Regions from separate parts of the Hordeum vulgare genome. Here region 1 is linked to region 2. Evidence: chromatin contacts called from public Hi-C data. All regions are on one chromosome and are shown on one strand. Each heading gives the region's core, a stretch centred on a gene start, on an enhancer-like site or on the middle of the called end of the contact. The rest is flanking DNA. Distances are from core to core; before and after follow the strand shown.

The links. Hi-C and Micro-C count contacts between places; a contact is called where the count stands out from the background.
Region 1: a Hi-C map of leaf shows a contact between it and region 2, with 3 times the contacts expected there. The contact joins the promoter of LOC123403505 here to the enhancer-like site in region 2. A contact is called at or near these places in 1 of 6 Hi-C or Micro-C datasets (leaf) and 1 of 1 datasets of contacts at active chromatin or transcription factors (embryo).

Annotation. Positions count from the first base shown.
Region 1 is chr6H:407,159,304-407,164,535 of MorexV3_pseudomolecules_assembly, reverse strand. LOC123403505 (probable RNA-binding protein EIF1AD) reads left to right here and starts at 1,502. Exons shown (of 4, transcript XM_045097436.1): 1 at 1,502-1,883; 2 at 1,976-2,051; 3 at 2,158-2,284; 4 at 3,935-4,365. The coding sequence starts at 1,767. The coding sequence ends at 4,121.
Region 2 is chr6H:406,633,307-406,638,228 of MorexV3_pseudomolecules_assembly, reverse strand. No RefSeq gene overlaps it. Among protein-coding and RNA genes, the nearest start is that of LOC123404307, 340 kb to the left of the region's middle. Within about 2 kb of position 2,383, at least 3 of the 3 cell types and tissues checked have open chromatin away from gene starts, as enhancers often do. A contact at or near this core is called in leaf, where this site is marked.

The DNA.
Region 1 (5,232 bases), core at 253-2,752, 530 kb before region 2:
GGCCTGCACATGCATGGTAAAAAAATACAGACTGCATGTATGTACGTGCTTTGAGTAATATTTTCCACTAGTACTAGCTAAGTACTGATATGCTGCCACAGATTCTTTCTCTCATCACCATGCATGCTTGGAATGACATCATCAAGTTTTTTTTAATGTTTGAAATTCAAAAAGTTTTATCTTCAAAACCGTTACTTCGATTGATGATCTGTTTTCATCATTGACTTTGTCGTAGCGAGATCTTCGAAACTAGATCCCATGTTGATATGTTTCGACATTTTTTTTCGGTTCGTACTTGCCATATTTTTTCAATTCACTTGCCATATTATCAACCACGTACTTGTCTGACAAAAAAAGCTTAATTGCCACTTTATTTTATGTTGTTCCTGTACTAAGTTTGTTGGTGCTTATAATTCTAGTTGCCATAATGTTTTGATGTGCTTGTCATTTTTAATTCTGCCTAGTTGTCATGTTGTCTCATAAAACTTGTGAGTGGTTATATAATCTAGTTGCCCCAAATATTTTGTCGTGCTTGTCATTTTTATTCTACCTAGTTGTCATGTTGTCTCATAAAACTTGTCAGTGGTTATATAATCCAGTTGCCCCAAATTTTTTGTCGTGCTTGTCATTTTTATTCTACCTGGTTGTCATATTGTCTCACAATGCTTGTCAGTTATTATAAAAATTAATTGTCGTGGTGTTTTGTTGTACATACGAGTCTTAATTCTACCTAGTTATCATGTTGTCTCATGAAAAGCTTGCCGATTGTTCTAAAACGTAGTTGTTATGGTGTTTTGTTGTATTTGTCAATTTAATTCTACTAAGTTGTTTCATATAAGCTTGTCACTTGTTGTAAAATTTAATTGTCACATTATTTTATAGCCCTTGCCATTTAAATTCTACTCAGCAACCGGTTATTTTGTGTACTGTAGGAGATTGAAAATAAAAAAATATATTTTAAAACAAATGAGTACTACTAGTAGAGTAGCACGGCAACAGCTGCCTCTCTACGTCACTGCTCCCTCCTGACACCACCAATTCTATCCAGCAGTTTTGGTTTTAAAGATACATAGTACTACAACACTTTGTATAGCAAATGCTAGATGAAAAAAAAGCATTGTATCAGACTGCCAGCTACAGTCCCTATGTGAGAAAAGCACCTCACTGCATACCGTAGAAAAATGCAACAACAACTTACGTTCACGCATGCGCGCATTGTCTATGAAAGGAATCTCGTCCGAGCCGCCGCACGGGAGGGCGGCTGTGCATCCTACGCTACTTAGATTTTTCCTTAATAGAATTAGCATTTTGTTAATTCGGTTTGAAAGCCCGGTGAACCGAAAAACCGAAGTAGTCTTTTTTTAGAAGAAAAAACCGAAGTAGTCGTGTCATAAATAATGTTTAGGCCATTGATTTGCTAAAGGCCCATGATTCGATGGCCCACATGCTGGGCTGGGCTGGGCGTGTTATGTGCTGACGTGCTGCAGTCCTACCCTAGTTCCCGAGCACACCCGAGCGGACCAGAACCGCCGCCGCCGCCGTCACCACAAGAGAGACCGTCACCGGCACGCGCCCTTGCTCGCCGTTCCTAGCTGCCACCGCACGACCTTGCTCGCCGTCGCCGCCACCCGCCCTGGTCGGCAGCGCCGCCGCTACACCTCCTTCCCTCCGGGCTCCTGCCCGCAGCCAGCACCGCTGTGTTGAGTCCAGCACCTTGAAGAATTTCTACCGTCCGTTCAGGATCGCCCGTCTGCTGCGGAGCGGGCATGAAGGCCGGGAGGAAGAACCTGCGTCGCGCGTGCCAGGAGGGCACCGCCGTCACGCTCGCCGAGGGCGAGAGCATCATGCAGGTCGTCACGCTGCGCGGCTCCAACCTCATCGAGGTACGCGCTAGCTTCTCCCACCTCTCTTAAAATTGTTCCGTGCCGCCGCCGATTCCTCATTCCTGCTGCCGCCGTGCTGGTGCTGGTGCTAGGTCACGGACGGCGAGGGCGTCAAGTCTCTAGCCCTCTTCCCCGCCAAGTTCCAGAAGAGCTTCTGGATCAAGAACGGTGAGTAATTTAGTGATGGCATGGCTTCGGATGTCGTTGGTTAGTTTATAAAGCTCAACCAGCTTTTGGCACTAACACCTGATGATGGTCTACTCTGAATGTGCAGGGAATTTCGTGGTTGTGGATGCTAGTGGGAGGGATGAGGCTCTCGAATCTGGAAGCAAGATAGCCTGTGTCGTGTCGCGAGTCCTCTTTCACGACCAGGTTCGCGCTCTTGAGAAATCTGGCGAATGGTGAGTTGCTGAATTCTCTGCTGCTCCCTGATTATTTATTGCCAACTACTTGACAAAGTAAACATTACTCCTTGGAGATGTATGCCAATGCAAGTATGCAAATTGTAGGATAAGTTTGTACTGGAGACCAATGATCACTTGACCAGTAGGCCCAGGCCCTGCAGCTGCTTCCTTTTCACACGTTACAGCTACTGCCCCTTTCTGATTTGCTACATGCAGTCTCTATGTTCGTTGCTTTCATTCATCTGCTTTTCTAGTATAGTATGCAAGATTGCCAGTTCGCCACAAGTCATATGTATGTCTGTTTGACATAATTGCTCTGCAACTTTGGGCTAAAATTAACTTGCCTTGAGTCATGACATCAGCCACCACTGCAGTTGTTTGTGTGAAACAGACCGAATGATTTGCTTGATCTAGTAAAATTTAGCAGCAGTACTTCATACAAATACTATATTGAATAATTAGCACTTGTTTCTCCCTAAAAATAATAATTAGCACTGGCTGCGATGGTTTTGTGTTTCACATCCATTCTGACGAGTGACGAGTGTCCCAATATGTACAATAGTCTTGAGTATTGCACCACTTCTAAGCAACTGAAGACTTCCTTTTGTTGCAACAGAAGGTGTAACAATACACCCTCCTAGCAATATATCTTAATTTCTTGTGTTTATGATACATGTTATCCAAGTGGCAGTAAGCTTGTTGTGTGTTGTATACCCAAGATGTACAATAACTTTCAGTATTGCACCAGCCCCAATTCTAGGCAACTGAAGACTTCCTTTTGTTGCAATAGAATTAGTAAGAATACACCCTCCTGGCAATATGTCTAAATTTCTTGTGTTTATGATAGCTGTTATTCGTACTGTGGTTGCTTGTAATCTGATATATGAGCTACTTCCCAGTTTGTGGTAGTTGGTCTGGCTGTTTTAATAATACTACCTCTGTCCCATATTAATTGACGCTCAAATGTATGTATCTAGACGTATTTCAGTGCTAGATATATCAGTTTGAGCTAGGGAGTACTCCCTCCGTTCCTAAATGTAAGTCTTTCTAGAAATTTCACTAGTGGACTACATACGGATGTATATAGACATACTTTAGAGTATAGATTCAATCATTTTGCTTCGTATGTAGACCCTTAATGAAATCGCTTAAAAGACTTATATTTAGGAACGGAGGGAGTATAATGTATGCATATGATGGCTTGGAAACACCATAATTTGTCTAACTTTCCAATTTTCTCAAAGAATGGATCAAATTCACTTTCCATGTGATATGCTGGTAGGTGGTAGCCAGTGCTTCATTTCAACAGCCTAAATGATTTTTTTTAGGGCAAACAGCCTAAATGGTTTGATTCTGGTTTTGCCTGCTCTGAATCTCCGATGAACATGAAAATGATACCAAGCACTGCTACTATATGCAAATGTTGATGTGATATAAATTGATGGCGAAATGCTGATACTCCCTCCGATCCATATTGATTTAGTACCTACTCCCTCCGTAAAGAAATATAAGAGCGTTTTGATCGCTACTTTAGTGATCTAAACGCTCTTATGTTTCTTTACGGAGGGGGTACTTGATAAAACCAGGATTGTTAGCTTGTCGTCCTCTCGATTGGGTGTCCTGATTCACTCACCTTTCTTATGCCAGGCCGGCTATCTTCAAGTCAACTCCCAATGGGTGGGCGACTGGGCCAGAAGGAACGACATCGCAAGTTGAGGAAGAGCAGAACTCTGATGAAGATGAAGATGATGATATGCCGCCACTTGAGGCTAACACGAACAGAAATAGACCGTTTGACGTGCATTCTGATACAGAATGTGACTCTGATTCTTGAACTGGTAGACGACTTGGGAATAGTCGTGGACGATGTCATCCTATGGTTACCGTCCACCTGTACACCTGATGTATTTATGCTCGTCAAGTTTGGGTGCGATACGATACGCTGCCCAATCTGTCAAAGATATAGTCAGTGCGTTTTGTCGACGTTAAGTGGCATGGCATGTTGAGGCTCGTCTACCTGTACCGTAATATGAACAAAACAACTATACTCCATATGTTGCACCTTATTCTGGATGTTATTCTGTCTGCTTCCTTTTCACCTTTAAAGTCGATCGAAAAGGACCCCAGCAATTTAATTAATTGCTGTTGAGGTACAAGTCGTGGATGTATGTCTTGTCTGTTGTTTTCCATTCCATTCCAATGTGGTGGTATGCAGGAGATTCAGTCAAATTTGATTTGATTGGATTATGCATGCATGCTTATTACTCCCTCCGTTTTTAAATAAAAATCTTTTTAGAAATTTCACTAGAAGACTACATACGGAGTAAAATATCTTAAGCCACATTCTAAAGGGCAGTGCTAGGCGCCGGCCCGAGGGCTCGTGCCGGTCGCACAACAGCCGTTGGATCAGGGCCCCCTGACCGTCAGATCTCGTCGCGCGAGCCCCCACCGTCCGCCATCCTTGCACGCGCCGCCGTCCCAACCCGCGCCGACCGCCTCGCCTCGCCTCCTCACCGTTGGTCGCCCTCACCATCGGCCGCCCGTCGAAGCATCATGGATGCAGCCCGTCGGTCTTCACCTCGTTTCGGTCGCATCTCATCCCCCTGTGTTGCAAACACTTGATAAAAAGTTTCAACCGTGTGTAGAAAAAGCTTCAACCGTTAAGAAAAACAGCTTTAACCAAAAACTTCAATGAGGGAAAGTTGCAAACGTTGACAGAGAAAGCTTCAACCGTGTATGAAAAAAGTTTCAAACGCCGCTCCGACTGCAGCATCTCGCGTGGTCACTCCTCAAAAGTTTCAACCGTGTATAGAAAAGCTTCAACCGTTAAAAAAAAGCTTCAACCAAATACTTCAACAAGCAAAAAGTATGATTTGCCTTGCAGCTTTTTATATGTATGATTGCAGCTTTTTTAATCAACGGTTGAAGCTTTTTTTAATAGCCGT
Region 2 (4,922 bases), core at 1,134-3,633:
ATTTACGAAACATAAAATTACGGAGCATTGATGTTAAAATAGAGGTGGATGAAGAATAATCATTCCTCGCCTAGGGTGCCGAATATCACCACCATACATACATTACCTACTAATAAATCTATTACCTACAAATAAGCAAAAATATTTTTTTATCCTTTATGCTATTGTCCAGATAACTCCTTGGTGTTTTTGGTAATCAACCTAGAGTCCAATTTTTAATTAAGTTTCTACTTTTGTCAAAAAAACAATAATTGGATTAATCAACACATAGTACATATTAAATGTTTTTTAAAATATCCATATCATTTAAACGTAACTCTAAATTTAACTGTGACGTTAAATTTAACATATTATATATGAAATTTGATTAAAAATTTTAATCTGAATATGATGTTGTTTTATCTGATAAATATTTAAAAATGATACTTAGGATGTAACGTTAATAAATAATGCATGATCTATCTTTCTTTTATATCAATGATGATTGAGATTGAAAATCAACACCTCAGCAAAACAAGAATCATGGACGAAAAAAACATCTCTATCCACACATGCATGCCTCGTCAAAACCTTACAGAAATGACATATTTTTTATCTTATGTCAAGAGAGACGCCTTAGAATTGATAACATTCAAGCGTGTTGTGATTATATGAGCACCGATGCCACTGTTGACGAGGGTGGAAACTGGGAAGGAGGATAAGTGGTAATATAAATGAGAGACCATGTGTTGAAAGAAAGGATGTGCGCTTATTGGGGTCTTCACTCATGGTTATTGGGTTAGAAAGAGTGTTGTATGTTTTTCATTGCAACACACGGGCTCTTTTGCTAGTATATAAAATAAAAAGCAAAAAATAAGAACCTAAGGGCAACTCCAACCGCACGACCCAAACGAGCGCGTGCTTTGTTCGCCTTTTGTCCGTTTGGGTCGGCATGTCCGCCCTCTTTTAGAAATGGGTCGGTCGTGCGCCCGACGCGCCGACCTATTTTTCGTCCGCACGGTCGTCCAACATCCATTTTCCTTCGGATTTGAACGTTATTTTTATTTCAGCAAATGCATTTTAATACATTTTACCAATTCTTTGCTACGAATATAATACCAAAGAATAAAAGAACTACAATTAAACATCTTAAAAGATGTCCAACTTCCTTAACTGCTGCTACTAGTTGGACTAAGATCTTCTCTATATTTTCGTTGTTGATCTGTGGATTCTTGAGCACACCGTCTTTCTTCTTCGATGTTAAAGAATTAGACGTTGGTTCTCCTTTGGTGTCTTTTTTAGTCTCATCTATACCTATAAAAGTGCATGGACATCTAGCAAATTTCGTGATATCAATAGATTGATGTACTCGTCTTCCCAATATCAAAAATTACATCCATCCTACACACAATATTAAGCAAATAATAAGCTACCGAAATTGCATCGAGCGAAGAGCAAAAGCTCGAACGAAAATCGTACCCCATCATTTTTGCACTTCACGAACCCCCAACCGGGATGTTCCGACGTCCAAAAAACGCGTCGGATGACCTGCAGCAAGCAGTCGTCACACTGTACGAACGACAAAGGTGAGCTGGCAAGCTTTTGGGTCAACGCCCAGCCAGGGTGGCGAGCGGTCATGGCCTTACCGGCGAACCTACGACGGGTCAGACGCGAGCGGCTAGAGGCGGATTGAGCGCCTGCATGTCGCACCGAGGGATTGCCCGGACCTGATGGACCGACACCCGGCCAGTCCACGGCAAGCGCAGTCCACCGACGGTCAGATTCGCCAAATCCCGCCGACAGGATGCGCAAAATTTTGCCAAACCCTATCACCGCCGTAGATCCATCAATAGGTCTGCAAGACCGGGATGAAAGAGGAACCCCGCTGGTGGATTTGCTGTTGTAGAGCTAGGGTGACCGGGGGAAAATGGGGTTGCCGGCCTAGGGTTTGTGTGCTTGCGGACGATGGGTGTGTGTATGGGAAGGGGGGATGAAGGATCCCACGGATGAGGCGCGTGTCTACTTCGTGTTCACGGCGACACAAATGATGTCAAAATTTACATCCAGGATGGATCGTAAGAGGATGAAAAATAAACATGCGTTTGTTTGAATCGATGGATCGCGAGAGATGAAAAATAAACACGCGTTTGTTTGAATCGATGCGTGTGTCATTTTTTTATTCACTGCAATTTAAACCGATGTCTGTGAACGAAATGGATGGATGTAGTTGCTCCAGGAGTGGGATGCCCAAAGATTTCGCCTTTGCTGCCTCTCCTGCGTCGATAAGAGTGAGACTGAACTTGCCGGCTGCTAGACGTCGCGTCTGTCCATTTTCTGCTGTCCCGTCGCGGTATCCGGTGGACCCCTCCACGAGGAACGGCCGAGATCTCCCTATCGCGTCTCCGAATCACCACCTCTGCGCCAAATCTATATAAATCGAGTTCCTCGTGCTCAATCCGCAGTACGTTGTGAGTAGTGAGTTGTGACTGACGAAAAGCTTGGCGGCACTTTGCTTTCCGAGGGAATCTAGCCGAATTCGTCCCAAAAGTAATCGATCCCCAAGAGGTTTTGCCGTGTCCGCTTTACTTTCTGTACTCTCTGGAGTTCTCTCGGGCGCACGCACGCACGTGTTCCATAGGGATGATGCATACATGATTGTGCAGAAATGTTAGGCAAATCAGAGATATCCGGTCGATGAGACGAGACGAGGACCCCCATAGCTGACATATTCGTGCTCCGGGGACGATGCGCACCACGTAGTACCGACCCAGCCGGCTCAACCACCACGTGCAGTCTATGGTCTTGAGATGGTTAGCATAAATCGAAGCGAAATAGACGAGCTCGAGCACAGTTCACGCTCTGCTTCCATGGATTAAAAAGATGGGGTCGCAGCACTTATCACGTGTTAAACTTTGTCTGGTGCCGATAAGCTGTACATCAACAGCTGTGTGGTGGCGGTGGCAGAGGTCGTGGACGTCTACGGCGCTATCATGCACGCTTGACGAACCGACCGCGAATATGGACCAGGAAAGGCAAAATCACGTCACGTCCACGGACCACCGGATGGCGGGAGATAAAGCCGTGATAGGACCCAGCGGCTCCAGGGACGGGCAACGACGATTGGATCTGCAAAGATAACCAATAAATAGAGCAAAACTAGCTTTTAGGTATCTGCAATGTCGATCCTTAAAGAGCATTTAGGGATCAGACTACTGATCCCTGCTTTTCATCAGACCGGTAGATGACCGTAGGATGAGATGTATCATGTTCGTCAGATCTGATGTGGTACAACCTTCATGCGTGATATGTTTGGTTGCTTCATTAAAGGGTGCGCCATGTTAGGTATGAGATTTTCCACTAATTACGTTTAATCAGTTTTAACGAGTACTAATTGTGATTTGTTTTCAACAAACAAATTTCTAAAAATATATTTATTTTCGCAGATGCATTTATTTGGAGTGTATCAAGTGTGACTTTATTTTGTTTCGAACGCAATAAAATTTGCTTTGACTAAATACACAATTTTCTTGTGTTGCAATCTAATGAAAAATTACGTCCAATAACCTTGCTTTCATGTAACAAAAAAATGCATTTGAGAATTATTTTCTTCATATGGAAAAAATTGATTCTCATAAACTTTCATTATGTTTCCATCTCAAGAATACTTTGCTTCCATTCACTAGAAAAGTGTTTCCATTACAAAAACTGATTTGATTATAACGAAACATAAATTAGTTTTTGTACACTTCATCCGTTCATACAACATATTTCAAATGCCCCACAAATTCTTGCTTCCTAAGTCACCGGTAGTACAATGTCTCTTAAATTCATATCGTATGTTTCCTCTTCCCTTCATATAGGAGACCGTCATCTTCATTGTAAGGTGAGTAGACCCTGTTGTCGCCATGCTTCTTAGGCATGCATGCAACAGGCGACTCCATATAGACCTGTATCATTTGCACATCTTGGCCCTGAAGGGGTAGCACACAATTAATTGAAGCATACATTGGTTAAGCAGGATGCGTACATGTCAAATGTAGGACCCAACAATTGGTATTGCATGTAAGTTATAATACTAATGAAGTAGAGAATGTGTACATTACGTCGCTGAAGACAGATGGGAAAAATAAACCAAAACAAATTGAATGCTAGAACTATGGAAGGAAAAAAACCAAGAGGAGAGGTATATATGTAGTGTACATTATAATAGATGAGCATGGCATGACAAGAATAAAATTAATAAAATAATACATGAGTAGCATGGAAGCAATGCGCATAAACAAAGAGAGCATATATGGGAAACAAAGAAATCATGAGTGTCACTATGTGCAGCCGAATATCTGTACAGAAAAAGCATAAGTGACCAGCAGACAAAGCATGATTATCATCGTGTGAAACAGAACATATATTAAACAGAAGAATATATGATAGATAAAGGAAGCATATCTAATTAGGAAAAAATTATAATGCCATCACAAATGGATGTAGCACACAATTGATACATACACTGTTAACACACTAATTTGGATATGCAAAATTACTAGCTTGCCCAGCATAGATATTACAAGGCATCAATTTCTTGCTATCTCAGTTAATGTAGCTAATACCTATTGGAAGCATATAATTTTGAAACTGAAAAGAGAAAATTATAGATGCATGGTGCCAACATGTGTGTGCATCAATTATTTGCGGTGTAAAAATTATTTTCAGCAATTGATGCAAAAAAAAGAAAAAACTGGACCGGAGAAGCACATGCATGATGCTCATCATGGATGGTTCTACTGATGCAAATAAACTGGACTGAAAAAGCACAAGTACCATGCTTATAAAGCATGGATATTGGGACATCAATTTTAAGCTATCAAAACACAACTAGTATGATTCAGAACAATGGAATTCTAGACAGACAAGATATAAGATGAATGGCATCCTATGTCAATTGC